Linked DNA regions of Capsicum annuum: region 1 is linked to region 2. A link is a contact called in public Hi-C data. All regions are on one chromosome and are shown on one strand. The core of a region is the stretch at or near the end of the contact, and the rest is flanking DNA. Distances in the headings are between cores, read along the strand shown.

Evidence for each region. Hi-C and Micro-C count contacts between places; a contact is called where the count stands out from the background.
Region 1: a Hi-C map of placenta shows a contact between it and region 2, with 4 times the contacts expected there. The contact joins the promoter of LOC107854204 here to the promoter of LOC107854200 in region 2. A contact is called at or near these places in 2 of 5 Hi-C or Micro-C datasets (leaf and placenta).

Annotation. Positions count from the first base shown.
Region 1 is chr9:42,190,808-42,198,195 of UCD10Xv1.1, forward strand. LOC107854204 (protein NRT1/ PTR FAMILY 5.6) reads right to left here and starts at 4,767. Exons shown (of 4, transcript XM_016699208.2): 1 at 4,534-4,767; 2 at 1,733-1,950; 3 at 580-1,121; 4 at 1-236. The coding sequence starts at 4,687.
Region 2 is chr9:41,670,048-41,677,349 of UCD10Xv1.1, forward strand. It overlaps LOC107854200 (BEL1-like homeodomain protein 9), which reads right to left and starts at 1,609. Exons shown (of 4, transcript XM_016699204.2): 1 at 816-1,609. The coding sequence starts at 1,418.

The sequences.
Region 1 (7,388 bases), core at 3,517-6,016, 520 kb after region 2:
GTGGGATCTCAAAATCGTCAGTGATCTTCCGGTTAAGTGTCACGCCTTGTTTGATGAAAAATGTTGAAGCTTGTGCTATGGAAACACCAAATGGTAAAGTTGTAAGCCAAATGGGGATCATGTTGATAAGCAGCTTCAATTCTTCCACCTTCGTCACAGTTGCAAGTCTCCATGGATTCTGTTTCTGGTCTATTGAATCTTGTATCTCATCAAAGATTGCAGCTTTATCAAGAAACCTACAAGTAGAGTGGTAAAAATGTTTTCATTAAAACAACAACAACAAAACAACGAAGCACAAGTGGGGTCTGAGAAGGGTAGAGTGTACACAAACCTTAAACCTATCTTGTAGAGGTAGAGAGATTATTTTCGAAAGACCCTTGGCTCAAGTGCATCAAATCAAAAGTAGTAATGAAAAGGAAAAAAAATTGCAATGAAGAAAACTTAGCAACTAATAAGGAAAGCAGCGCACGACTGTGAAGAAAACATAACTTATAACTAATAAGGAAGGCAGTGCAGAACATTCAATATAAATATACTGATATCATAATCAAATCAATTCAAATCAAGTTGAAATCTTACTTGAGGCCTTTGGTATGACATAGTCTCCTTCTATTAGTTTCTGACTTTTGAGTTTCATGCAGATAAGCAGGACTAGAGGGATGTGGAAGATTTCTTTTCTTGATTGAAGCAACAAGAACTTGTAGCATTGTTGTTAGGGGACTTTCACTAACTTTTCGATATCGATAGAATCGTCTGCCTGAACAGAATATGATTAAACTTGACGCCATAACTAGTGTGAGGATCAAATCTGCCGCAGCCCAACTAACATGATCTTGTACATAAACAATTAGAGTGACACCAAGTAGTACACCAGAGCAAAGTCCAAAACTCCACCAATTGAAGAAAGACATTTTCTTCCTTTTTTCTTGAGGATGGTCATCATCAAATTGATCAGCTCCAAAACTCTCCAAAGATGGCCTGTGCCCTCCAGTACCAATTGAGATTAAGTAGATAGCAAAGAAAAAGATCACAACATGGACCTTCCTAGGTTCTTGACAAGGGTAACTTCCGCAGGATTTCAGGCTTGGTACCACAGTAGACATTGCCAAGAGAACCAATCCCTGGTTTAAGTGATTACAGCCAAAAGAGATTATTTTAGTTGTTTCATGGGCAATTGATGATTTGGTTAACCAATCAGTATGTTCTAGAATCAAAATTTATGTCTGGCAAAGTGATGCTTTGATCACAATGTTTAAGTAGAATTTCCAGAAAAGTCATTTCCCATCTTTAAATAAAATGTTGTTCCTCCGTTTCATTTATACGTCAGTATTTTACTGAACACGAAATTTTAGAAGGAAAGACCGACTTTGGACGGATACCTAAACCACCCTTAGAACTTGTCATCTTGAACATGTCATGGCATTTGTACGGCTATAAGAACATGTTATTAAGGATAAAACTAGAAGTTCAAAATTAAAAAGTTCCTAAAAATAGGAAGGTGTCCATTTTTTGGAATAGACTAAAACGAAAAGTGTTGTATAAAATGGAACAGAGGAAGTAGCAAACAAGTTTTTTAAGTGGACTTTCATTAATGGACTAATAAAAGATCGCAAACAGGAAAGTACAAGTAAGGAGGACCAGGCCTTACGTTACTAATTCTAGTGGCACTTGTTGTAGTCTATTTAGTATATACGAATATCTCAAAATGTGATCACTGAAGAACTGTGATTACCAGGAGGTAGACAATAGTTGAAGCAAGAACTGTGTAAAATCTGCCCAAGTATGCATCAGCCACAAATCCTCCTAGCAGTGGCATCAAAGTGGTGACTCCTGTCCAGTAGTTAACACTTTTCGCTGCAGTTTTGAGGTCTTGATGAATTACCTTTGTTAGGTATATGATCAAACTTGTAGCTATTCCAAAGTAACTCAACCTCTCACTAAATTCAATTGCTGTAACATTCAAGCACAACTCATAAGTTTTCTCCACTTACATATAATACAGAACCTGAGGGCTATAGCTCAGTTGGTAGCGCAACTTGTTTACACACGCGCCAAAGGTAATGAAAAAATTTATGGAACTGACAGAACGAAGCAGATGCAAAAGGAATTCAAACACAAACGACAGGATAATTGGCCTACATAATGGAAAGATGTGACAAAATCTACGAACTTATTGACCCTTAGGCCCAAGTATCATATTTGATTATTTACTAACTTGTCCTTTTGATTATGCTTCACTTGAGCCAAGGGTTTATCGGAGACAACCTCTTTACCTTTATAAGATTGGGGTAAGATTGCATACTATATACTACCTCCACAGACTAACTGGTAGGATTGTACTGCTATTTTATTGTTGTCGTTGTTGAGACCAAGTATCATATTTGATTGTTTACCAATATCATCATCTGGAAGATGCAGTCGACTCTTCCATAATATTTAACCAAGTCAAATCACATATAATTGCGGTTGATTATGGTGGTAATTAACTTTTTCATAAAGCTATATTTAGTGGCATTAGTTTTGCTTTTTCACTTATAAGATATGATATTTAATATGAATATAGAGAGAGAATAAAATGGTTGCTTCTTATGTATTACTTGTCTTAGGTTTTAGGCCACTAGGGAATGGAATCTAGGACAATTGCAGTAGCAAGTGGAATCATGCTTTGGAACTAATGCTGTGAACATAGTTTTTGTGATATTTTAGTGATCATAAATTTCTTTTCACTTAGTCAATCAACCTCAGAATAAAGGAAAGGATGTTAACAGAGAACCAATGACTTACCAAACTTTGATCAAGTTATCAAAAAAGTGTATTTCTTGATAACTACAGTCTACAGTGTCCCAAAAGTGATCAAAGAATTTTTTTTAGTGGCTCTCATTAAACAGGATTTTTTTCTCAAAAGGGTGTTATTCCACTGACTAATCAAGGTTTATGGGTTGGGGAGACTAATTCAGTAGCCGTTTGACCATAAAAATTATTTACTTTTTTTGTAAAAAGTTTTTACTTTAGTGAAAAATAAAAATATTATGTGTTGTGTTTGACCATGAGAATTCCAAATTGTATTTGAAAAAATGAAAACAACTAAAACTTTTTTCACTCCTACTTCTCTCACGAAATTTCAAAAATAACTCAAATTTATATTCATGGTCAAATACAACTATAACTCCAACTTCAACTCCGGAAAATTATGATTTTCATGGTCAAACGGGGTCTTAGTATTTCCTCCGTTTTAATTTATTTGTGTTACTTTTTATTTTCATTCGTTTTAAAAAAGAATATTTCTTTTTGTGAATTCTTCAATTCTAATTTTTTATACTCCCTCCGTTTCAAAAAAAAAAGGATGACCTACTTTAACTTGGCATAAAATTTAATAAAATAAAGAAGATTTTGAATCTTGTGGCCTTACATTAAAGTTGTGTCAAATGTATCAAAATGTCCTTTAATTTTGTGTTCCTAAACATGCCATGTGAAAAGTTGAAATTAAAGTATTGCAAAAAAAATGAAAGGGATCATTCTTTTTTAAGCGGACTAAAAAGGAAAGTGGGTAATTATTTTTTAAACGAAGGGAGTATAACATATTTAAGATCTTAAAATTAAAAGATATTTTGGTATATTTAATATTTTTTTAATTCAAGATTATAATATTGAAAAGTTTTTTTTACTTTCTTGAACTTTGTGTTAAGTCAAAACCATATAAACCAATTGAAATGGACGGAGTCGGATTTAACTTAATAGAAGTGCAATTTATTTGTCTTATTGTTCAAGTTACCACATGTAATTATAAACAACTTTTACACTGTTGATGTATAGAAGTTAAATTCATCTGAGTATGCGAAAGAGCTTAACAGAAAAAAACAAATCAATGCAACAACGTTAGGAAATATCATGAAATTCCCAGAATATGTCATATTTTCTGTTGAAGGGATTGAGTTGAACCAAAAAAAGATTGTAAGGCATATTATAGGAGAAGATTTCTTATAGTAAGCGCATCTTGAGTGCTTCACATGCACTTGCCTTACTAATGGAAATTGCTTTTTTCCATTAAAGATCAAACATCAGCCAGATTTTTAAAACCTTCGTAAAATATTGCTACACAATCAAGTCAGATAAAAGGTAAATAAAGGTAACAACCTTAACAAGAGAAATTAGTACATTGACAGATAAGTAGAGTCGAGGGGTTTCATTCAAACCCTCTTCAATGAAAAATTACACTATTCATACCTGGTTAAATTATATTTTATGGATATACTATATGTTGAACTTTCTTTGACTTTTTTGTATGTTTACTACTACATATTTTGAACCCCTCATAAAAAATTCTTTCGCCAGTGCTATCAGTGAAGGTAAGATAAATACATATGTAATAACTTTTACCAGTTCTTTTAATACTTACTTTAGCCTTGTAACTTAGGACAAAATTTTGCACAACGAAACAGAATTTGTATACATTTTATTCTTGATCATTGAAATTTAAAGAAAAAATGGAGACTTTTATGTGTTTGTGACATTTCTTAGATGTATTTTTCTTACCAATAATCAAGAAAGATGCTTTCCAACCACCAGTTGAAGCTCTGAGAGGAACTCTGCCTTTGTAATCAACAGAAGAGTCATACACCCATTTTTGCTCATCAATTTCAGTTGCTTTATTCATCTTTATCTCATCCATCTCAACATTCTTCTCCATTTCTCTGAGATAATAAAAGAAGATATATTGTTGTTTATTAACTTGGCAGCTTTTATTCTACTTATATAGAGGAGAGGAATCCCCTGCTGACTTTCTTGAGATTAGAAGAGCCAAAAGAATATAATTAAAATGACAGTTCGGGGCATAAAATATTCTGTGTTAATAGAGTTCAGAAAAATGTCGCATCCAAAGAGTGTGATGCAGACAACTTATTGTAACGGTAACATTAGTGGTAGCTTCGGTGGCTCGAATCCAGTGGCGGATCTAGGATTTTTGTTCAGGGGGTTCGATATATAAAGAAGTAAGCGTATAAAAAACTACATTATAAAAACAAAGTAGATATCCGCTAAACTTTAACCTTCCTTATCATGCCCTCATAACTTTTTCTTACTTTCGCAGTTTGATTTTATTTTTTAATTTTTCTTTTTTAAATTAAACCTCTACAAAAAAAATAAGGTTCTTAAAAATGTGTAAGTATTGAATTATTATATTATAATATATATTTAGTACTTCAAAATAAAAATAAAAATTATTGAACAACTTCAATATTAACATGTTGAATGTAAATTATAATTCAAAAAAACGAACTATGTAATTCGATAATATAATATGAAAAAGTTGAGAAATCCAATTTTTTTGTAAACTATATAAAACTAGTCAAATAGATGAAATTATTTTGAACAAATGTGGCATAAAATGTATAAAAAGAGATATGCATAGTATGTTTTTTATTTTTGGAGGGGGAATTGAAAATTATATAAATTTAGCTATAATTTTAAACTAGTACTGAGAGCATCAAAAAATATTACATTGAAATACTTTTCGTTCCAACTAAGTAAAAATTTTATACAAAATATTTTAGACCCAATATTTATCCTTAAAAAAAAAAAATAAGTCTTAAAATATTACATACACACAAATGAATTAAATGGGCTAACTAATTTGTATTAATCAGGCCCAATTGTCAATTAGAGTGAAAAGGGCCCAAGCTAGGTGTGAGGAGGAGGAAAAACTTTCACAAAACTAAAACAACAGCTCCAAGGAGGAATCGAACCTGCGACTTTAGCATTAAAGTGAACCCCCTTAACCATTGAGCTATGCCTTACAGTTATGTAGAAAGGGTTCATTAAAGCCATTATAGCCGTATAATTCAAAATTTGACTTATGTATATATAATGTAATTTTTTGGTTGAGGGGGTTTGGGCCCTCACTTCAACATAGACCTACCCCTGCTCGAATCCAAAACCTATAGGCCAGACGGATATTACTTTACCATTGCTCGAGGATTCCCATATACCAAAAGAATATAGTAGTAAAAAGGATAGTCTGATGTATAAAATATTGTATTAGCAGGGTGTGGAGAAGATGTAAAAATATTAAAGTAGATTTTTTGGAATCATAGATTTCTAGTTAAGTTTCTAGAATAGTCTAGTGAGTGTTAATAGAGTTCGGGAAAATGTCGCATCCAAAGAGTGTGATGTAGACAACTTATTGTAACGGGAACATTAGTGGTAGCTTCAATGGCTCGAATTCGAAACCTATAGGCCAGACGGATATTACTTTACCGTTGCTCCAGTAGTCCCATATACCAAAAGAATATAGTAGTAAAAAGGATAGTCTGATGTATAAAATATTGTATTAGTAGGGTTTGGAGAAGATGTGAAAATATTAAAGTAAATATTTTGGAATCATAGATTTCTAGTTAAGTTTCTAGAGTCTAGTGATTGAATATCATAGGTTCTTATAGAATGTCCTAATGTTGTGTCTTGAATAAGTATCTTGTAGAATGATCTAGATACTCTACAGTTGTGATAGAAAATAAAGGTCATTAGATTTTTCTTGAAGAATTATCTAGAAGATTTTTTAGAACCATCCTACACAAGCATAAATAGGGATGACATTAGGCATTTGTAACCAACCGAAAAAAAAAATTTAATCCAAGAAGTCTTCCTCAATAACAAAGTTTCTCTTTCATATCTTCTTCTTCTTTAGTTTAATCTTCTGATCTTAGTTAACGATCTTGATCTAGCAAAAGGTCTCTCCAACTATATCTTTCTTCTGCTATTCTCTACATTGTACCAGAGCCAAAGTCATAGATTGACTTGTCTTTATTTCAAGATCAGGGTTGTGGTCGATTCAACTAATTTATGTGAATAGATTTAGGCGATCGTGTTAATAGACTGAAAATGGAGTTGTTGAATCAATCCAATTACAAGGTATGGATCATATGTATGGAATCATACTTGTGATAAGCGAGAATTTGTGGGATGTTGTTAACGGGAACACAAGTTTTCCGGACGATGGACCAGAGAATAGTAGCTCACACAAGAAGTAGAAGCAAATTAATACAAAGACGGATTTCATTCTGAAGAGACCCATCTCCTCCAGTTTATTCAATCATATTATAAGGTGCAAATCAACCAATGAAATATGGAGGACCCTCGATTAGTTATTCAACAAGAAGAATGAAGCTCGGGTACAGATATTGAAGAATGAATTGGATAACGCCAAGCAAGGTAATCTTTCTATTTTCGAGTACTTTTTAAAGATTAATAAATTATGTTCTGAAATTTCTTTATTGAATACGGACGAGACTATTTCTGAAGCACGAATGAGAAGAATTATCATTCATGGTTTGAAATTAGAATATATTCCCTTTGAGACATCAATTCAGGGATGGGCTAAACAACTATCCCTGGAG
Region 2 (7,302 bases), core at 359-2,858:
GATAATAGTAATAAATAAGTGGTATTTGTAAAAAGAGAATTAAAGAATTAATATTATCCTTAAAAACAAATTACACTTGAAAAAAATATTAAAATTGTACAAATATACAATTAAATCACCAATTTACGTGAAATATTCCACAAATATTAATGTACTTGCAAAATGATGATTGCTACACTTTTAACTTGCCAAAAAGACACGAGTAAATGCAAGCAAAGTCAATGGAGAAAATATGTGGTTCTACATTGATGCAGAAACAACCTAACTCTCCACCCTACCAAACATTAGTAAAAATCATTTTTTCATCAAACAGAAAAAGAACCAAGCAAGAAAATGTGAACATTAACAAACAAAAAAATTCGATCCACAAAATATTTTTCATTCACACAAAATTTGGGGAAGAGCCTCATGGTAAGAAGGTTTGTATAGATAATTTATCTTAATGCAAACATTAACTAGTGACTACTTCCACAGCACAAAAATGTAACCTCTAGATCACAATTTTAGGTAGCTCCAAGACTTCCCTTCGAAAATGTGAACATTACACTCCTAATTCAGTTATATTTTACAAAAGTATCATCATAAAAATTATAGTGGATAGATAAAAGTTCTTCACACTTATTAGAACTCTCAAGTTCGAATTTTGAAACCAAAAAAAAAAAAAAAAAAGCAATTCCGCTTTAATGGACATCAAAATTAGTTGACTTTTAAAACGATTACGGCATATAAAAAAAAGAGACAAAAAGATGAATTTTGAAATGCCAATGTTAAGAAGTCACATAACTATATGTACAAAATTATTAAGTAAAAGGTACCTCATCGAGCATTGAAATTAACCTGGTTTTCTTCTTCCCAAATTGTTCATCTCCATTACTACAAGCTTGTGGAGGATGCATCACCAAAGTAGAATCATCATCATCAACAACATAAAATTCCTTGCCAACATCACACAATTCTTCCAACAAAATTTGTGCAGGCTTCAAGAACTTTGATCTCTTCAAAATTAAAGAGTACCCCGTAAAAGGTCCTAACGGGACACAATTAGTAGTTGTAGTAATACTCTTCGATGACAAATCATTAGTATTAGCAGTACTACTACTAGCATGATGAAGAGATGACAAAGACAGAGATAAATTACCTTGACCATTTGTGTTACTATTACTATTATTATTGTGAGCTATAGTTACTGACTGATCAAGAAACCTTGGAATTTGAGGTGTATAGAGAAAAGGGTTGACATTAATTTCTTGAAAAATTGACAAATCTGAAGGTAATACAATAGATGGATCATAAAGAGGGACTTGACAATTTTGAAGTTGTAAACTACTACTATTACTATTATTATCATCAAGTAAAACTCTAAGCTTATCTCTTCTACTTTGTTGTGGGACATGGTATGGTTCAAATCCTTCAGCCATTTAATTAAACAAAGCAAAAGAAAGATAACAAGACACTACTTTTATAAAAAATAAAAAATAAAGAAGGAAGAAGATGAAAGGATAGTATAAAGAGGAAAGAGGAGGAGTGAAAATCAAGAACAGTAGTAGTGAAGAGATGTGGGTGTGATTGGATGAAGTGAAAGGCTATAGCTAGTGTGTTATTATTGGTATTAGGATTATGACAATATATATACTGATATCTATCAGTTCTGAGGTGAGGTGAAGGAGAGAGAGAAAAAGAGCAGCCGACGCACTAAAATTCTTGTTATACGTAAAATTTTGAAAACAATTTGATTATAAAAAAATTATTATACATAACTTTATTTTATATTTTATCAAAGATTATTTTTAAAATTTAAACACATAATTTTTTATCACATTATAATAATTTTACGAATTAGTTCAAAATTCTCTTTACTAGAGAGTGAGAGAAAAGAAAGCAAAGACAATCAAATCACCTAGGTCGAGAGAAAACACTGTTACACTCACTCATATAGAGATTAGGGGGTAGTTGTGGAATGTGCACTTCAGAGCAAACCTGCAAATAGGTAGAGGCACTGCCAATTGCGAAATGAACACACAAACGTCTTTTTAATATTATCTATGTTTTTAATTTGGTTACAAATAGACCATTGAAAGGGGTTCAATCGTGATTAAGTGTTCAATAGAATTTAACAATTTAAAATTTAAAAAGTATAAATAATTACGTATTCAAAACTAGATTTTCTAGACAACTAAATAAGAAGTTAAGTGTGAAATATATTTAACACAAGAAATTTTATCATAAAAAAATTTCTTGTTTAAAGAGGTAAAAAATCCCTCATTAGAGATAGTAGTATGGATTGTTTACACTCTACCCTCTTCAGATTTCACTATATGACAATATACTGGATTTGTTGTCGTTGTTGTTGTTGAAAGAAATAAAAAATCATTACCTACCTTTGTAGAATTTATCACAGTTTTTACTAAAAATTCAAACAATTTTAGTTTACAATCTCTAATCAAAAGGACTAACTCCTTAGTATCTTACTCTTCCTCGTTGCAACTGCCCCTTAAACGATTCTGCTCTAACGTTAAAATTGTTTATAACTCGAGAAACAAATTGTTAAATTCATGACTCGAATTTTGTTAATCCGGCCCAGAAAATTTCGTGGTGCGATCCATGTTTGTGATTTTTAATAGGGTCTGTGGTGCGACCCATGTTTGTGATTTTCTGGGTTGCACCTTATGTTTTTGGGCCTAGGACTTACTTGTATGCACGTATTATATAAGTGCATTTAGTGGGTTGTTTTGGGTATTCTGAAAATACGCACATTTTTCACATTGTACTCCTCACCTTTTATAGTGAAATTCTTCTGCCTCTGCCCATGTTTTTCCCCGTAAGGGTTTCCACGTAAATCTGCATGTTGTTCTAGTTTTTCTTTTACTTGTGGTTTGCTTAATTCTGCCTGATTCTAACAAACTGGTATCAAAGCTAGTTCGATTGTTTTCTCGGGGATGGCAACCATGAAGTATGATATTCTGTTGTTGGATTGCAATACCAGATTTTTGTTCTAACAAGTTAAGATGCGGGTTGTGCTCGCGCAGATAGATTTGGACGGTGCTTTATTAGGGTTTGAGAAGATGCCCTCATCATGGACAGACGACGACAAATGACGTAAGGATCGAAAGGCTCTATCTTAGATCCGCCTTCATTTATCCCATCAGATTCTACATGATGTTTTAAAGGTGACCACAACCGCTGTGTTGTGGTTGAAACTGGAACCGTTATGTATGACAAAGATCCTAACAAGTAAGTTGCATCTTAAGTAACGACTTTATTCCCATCGTATGTCCTTGGGTGCGTCCTTGAAGGATCACCTATCTGTATTTAAGGAAATCGTCTCTGATTTAAAGACTCAAGAGGTTAAGTATGATGAAGAAAATCTAGGGTTAATTTTGTTGTGTTCGATGCCTGCATCATTCAAGATATTTAGGGATATAATTTTATATAGTCGTGATATCCTGACGATTGATAAAGTCTATGATGCGTTATTCTCTTAGGAGAAGATGAAACATCTTGTGAATGGATCGAAGACTCAAGGAGATGGTCTTATTGTCGAGGAAGGATTCGTGAGAGGAATTATGGGGGTGATGATAGGTTTAGCTCCAAATCCAAAAATAGAAACAAAATCTATAATTACTGCAAGAAGAAGGGCCATATCAAAACTGAGTGTTGGAAGCTCTAGAATAGAGAGAAAAGAGAAGGTCCAAAATTGAAGAAAAACCAACCAGAGAAGTTCGGTGAAGCCAGTTTTGTGGAACATGGCGATAGTGATGGAGAACACTTAGGAGTTTCTGATGGTAACTCTAAACCGTGTGAGGATTTGATTCTTGATTTAACTTGTACATTTCATATGTGTCGTAATCGGGATTGGTTTACAATATATGAAACAATCTCTAAAGGTGCTGTGTTAATGGGAAATAACACACCTTATAAGATAGCTGGTATTGGAATAATCTGGATCAAAATATTTGATGGGGTTGTGAGGACACTTGGTAATATGCGGTATGTCCCAGACCTGAAGAGAAATCTTATTTCCTTGAGTACCCTTGATTCGAATGGTTATAGGTACACTGATGAAGGTGGAGTCCTAAAGGTTACTAAAGGTGCTCTTGTTGTGATGAAGCGACATAGAAAGTCTGCAAATTTTTATGTCCTGTAATGCTCTACTATTATAGGTGATGCAACTATTTCTACCTCTTTTCTATCAGAAAGTGATGCTACTAAACTTTGGCATATTCGCCTGGGGCATATGAGTAAAAATGGGATGGCTGAACAAAATAGGAGAAGAGTTCTTGATAGACAGAGTATAACCAAATTGGAGTTCTGTGAGCACTGCATTTTTGGGAAGCAGAAGAGAGTTAGATTCATTAAAGCCATCCATTCAGCTAAGGGCACATTGAATTACATTTATTCAGATCCTTGGGGTCCTTCTAGAGTACCTTCTAGAGGAGGTGCGAATTACTTATTGACTATTATTGATGACTATTTCAGAAAAGTTTGGGTGTTCTTCCTGAAGCAAAAGAATGATGTGTTACCTGTTTTCAAGGAGTGGAAGATTATGATTGAAAAATAAACAGGGAAGTAGGTAAAACGCCTTCGGACTGATAATGGTCTAGAGTTCTGTTATAATGAATTTAATGCTCTATGCAAGTTGGAAGAAATTGTGAGGCACTTGACAGTTCATCAAACTCCGCAGTAGAATGGTGTGGCTAAACGAATGAATAGGACTATAATGGAGAAGGTGCATTCTATTCTCTCTAATGCTGGTTTACCCGTCTTTTTGGGCTTAAGCTGCTTCCACAACTTGTCTTCTTATTAACCACTCTCTCTCAGTCGTGATTGATAAAAAGACTCCATAAGATATATGGTCTAGTACTCCTGCTAGCTATTCTGATTTGAGGATATTTAGATGTCTTGCGTATGCTTATTTTGATAATGGAAAGTTGGAACCTAGCTCTGTCAAGTGCTTATTTATGGGTTATAACCCTAGTGTTAAAGGTTATAACCTTTGGTGTCCAAAAAGCAAAAAGGTTATAATTAGCAGGGATGTTGTGTTTGATAAAACTACCATGCTTCAGGCTTTCTTCGAATCTAGTGCTTCGCCCCCAGATGAGCTTAGTGATATGAGTCAGCAAAATTCAAGCACCCATGTTGAATTGCAGATTGGAGCAGAGTCTACACCAGTGCCTACTTTTCAATCTACCCAGAGATACAAAGTGATACTATTTCTTCTTCACCATTAGTGGTGCCACAATATTCTATTGCTAAACACAGGCCTAAAAAGGATATTAGACCTCTTCAGAAGTATGTTGAAGATAATTTTGTTGCTTATGCATTGAGTATAGCAGAAGGTATTGATTTCGATGAAGATCCTTCTTCTTACTCAGATGCAGTTAGTTGTAATGATTCTGGCCGATGGATGATTGCTATGCAAGAGGAGATGGAATCACTTCATAAAAATGGCACATAGGATCTGGTGAGATTGCCTAAAGATAAGAAAGCTGTGTGCTACAAGTGGGTATTAAAAAAAAGGAACATCGAGAGTTGAAGATCTAGGTACAAAGCAAGACTAGTTGCTAAAAGTTACCGTCAGGTTCCAGGTATTAACTTTATAGATGTGTTTTCTCCAGTTATAAAACATAGTTTGATTCGATCATTGCTTGGTATTGTGACCATGCATAATCTTGAGATTGAGCAGTTAGATGTCAAAACTGCATTCTTATATGGACAACTTGAAGAGGACATCTATATGCAGCAATCAGAGGGCTTTGTAGTCTCAGGAAAGGAGGACTTTGTATGCTTGTTGAAAAGGTCTCTTTATGGCTTAAAGTAGTCGCCCAGGCAGTGATATAAGAGGTTTGACTCTTTTATGATCTCTCATATATTTTAGAGGAGCAGCTATGATAGTTGTGTCTACTTCAAGGAGGTAAGTGATGGTTCATTCGTGTATCTTTTCTTGTATGTTGATTGCAGCAAAGGATATGAGAGATATAATAAAATTCAAAGCCCACCTCAGTAAGTAGTTCGATATGAAGGATCTAGGAACAGTAAAGAAGATTCTTGTAATGGAGATTCTGAGGGATAAAAATAATTATAATTTATACTTGAGTCGGAAAAGGTATATTGAAAAAGTGCTTCACAGGTTCAATATGCAAAATGCCAAGCCTGTTAGTACTCCATTAGCAGCTCACTTCAAACTCTCGGCACTTTATCTCCAAAGATAGATGATGAGCGTGACTATATGTCTCAAGTTCCATACTCAGTTACCATCGGGTCTATTATATATACGATGGTGTGTTCCCAACCAGATTTATCTTATGTTGTTAGTGCAGTTAGTAGATACATGATAAATCCTGGCAAAGAACATTGGAAAGCAGTTCAGTGGATTTTCAAATACTTGCATTGATCTGCTGATGTTTGTTTGCAGTTTGGGCGAAACAGAGATAGAGTAATCGGGTATGTTGATTCTAATTTTATAGGAGATCATGATAAAATAAGATCCCTTATAGACTATGTTTTCACTATTGGTGGTTATGCTATTAGTTGGAAAGCTACCTTACAAACTACGGTTGCTTTGTCAACTACTGAGGCAGAGTATACGACTATTACAGAGGATTTTAAGAAAGCTATTTTGTTGAAGGGTCTGTTTGGTGAACTTAGCAAAGACTTATAGATCACTACAGTCTTTTGCGATAGTCAGTGTGCTATCTTCCTTATGAAAGATCAGATGTTTCACGAGAGGACAAAGCACATCGATATTTGTTATTATTTTATTCGTGAAATTATTGCTCGTGGTGATATTATGGTGAGCAAGATTAGTACTTATGATAATCCTGCTCATATGATGACCAAACCACTACCAAGTTCCATATTTGAGCATGGCTTGGACTTGGTTAGTGTTAGCTGTTAAGGTGTACCCTTAGGGGCTTTTGTGGAAAAGGTGGAGAGTTTGTCTTGAAATGGATTTGAGTTCTGAATTATAATTCGTGTCAAGGTGGATATTGTTAGAGTTGTGACCCAAATTTTGTTGATCCAGCCCAGAAAGTTTCGAGGTGCGACCCTTATTTGTATGCAAGTATTATATAAGTGCATTTAGTGGGTTGTTTTGGGTATTCTAAAAATACGCACATTCTCTACATTGTAATCCTCTCTTTTTATAGTGAGATTCCTCTGCCTTTGCCCGTGGTTTTTCTCGTAAGGGTTTCCACATAAATCTGCGTGTTGTTCTTGTTTTTCTTTTAGTTGTGGTTTGCTTTATTCTGCCCGATTCTAATACAAATATCTATTACAAACCATCTAGTAAAGTAAGATATTGCA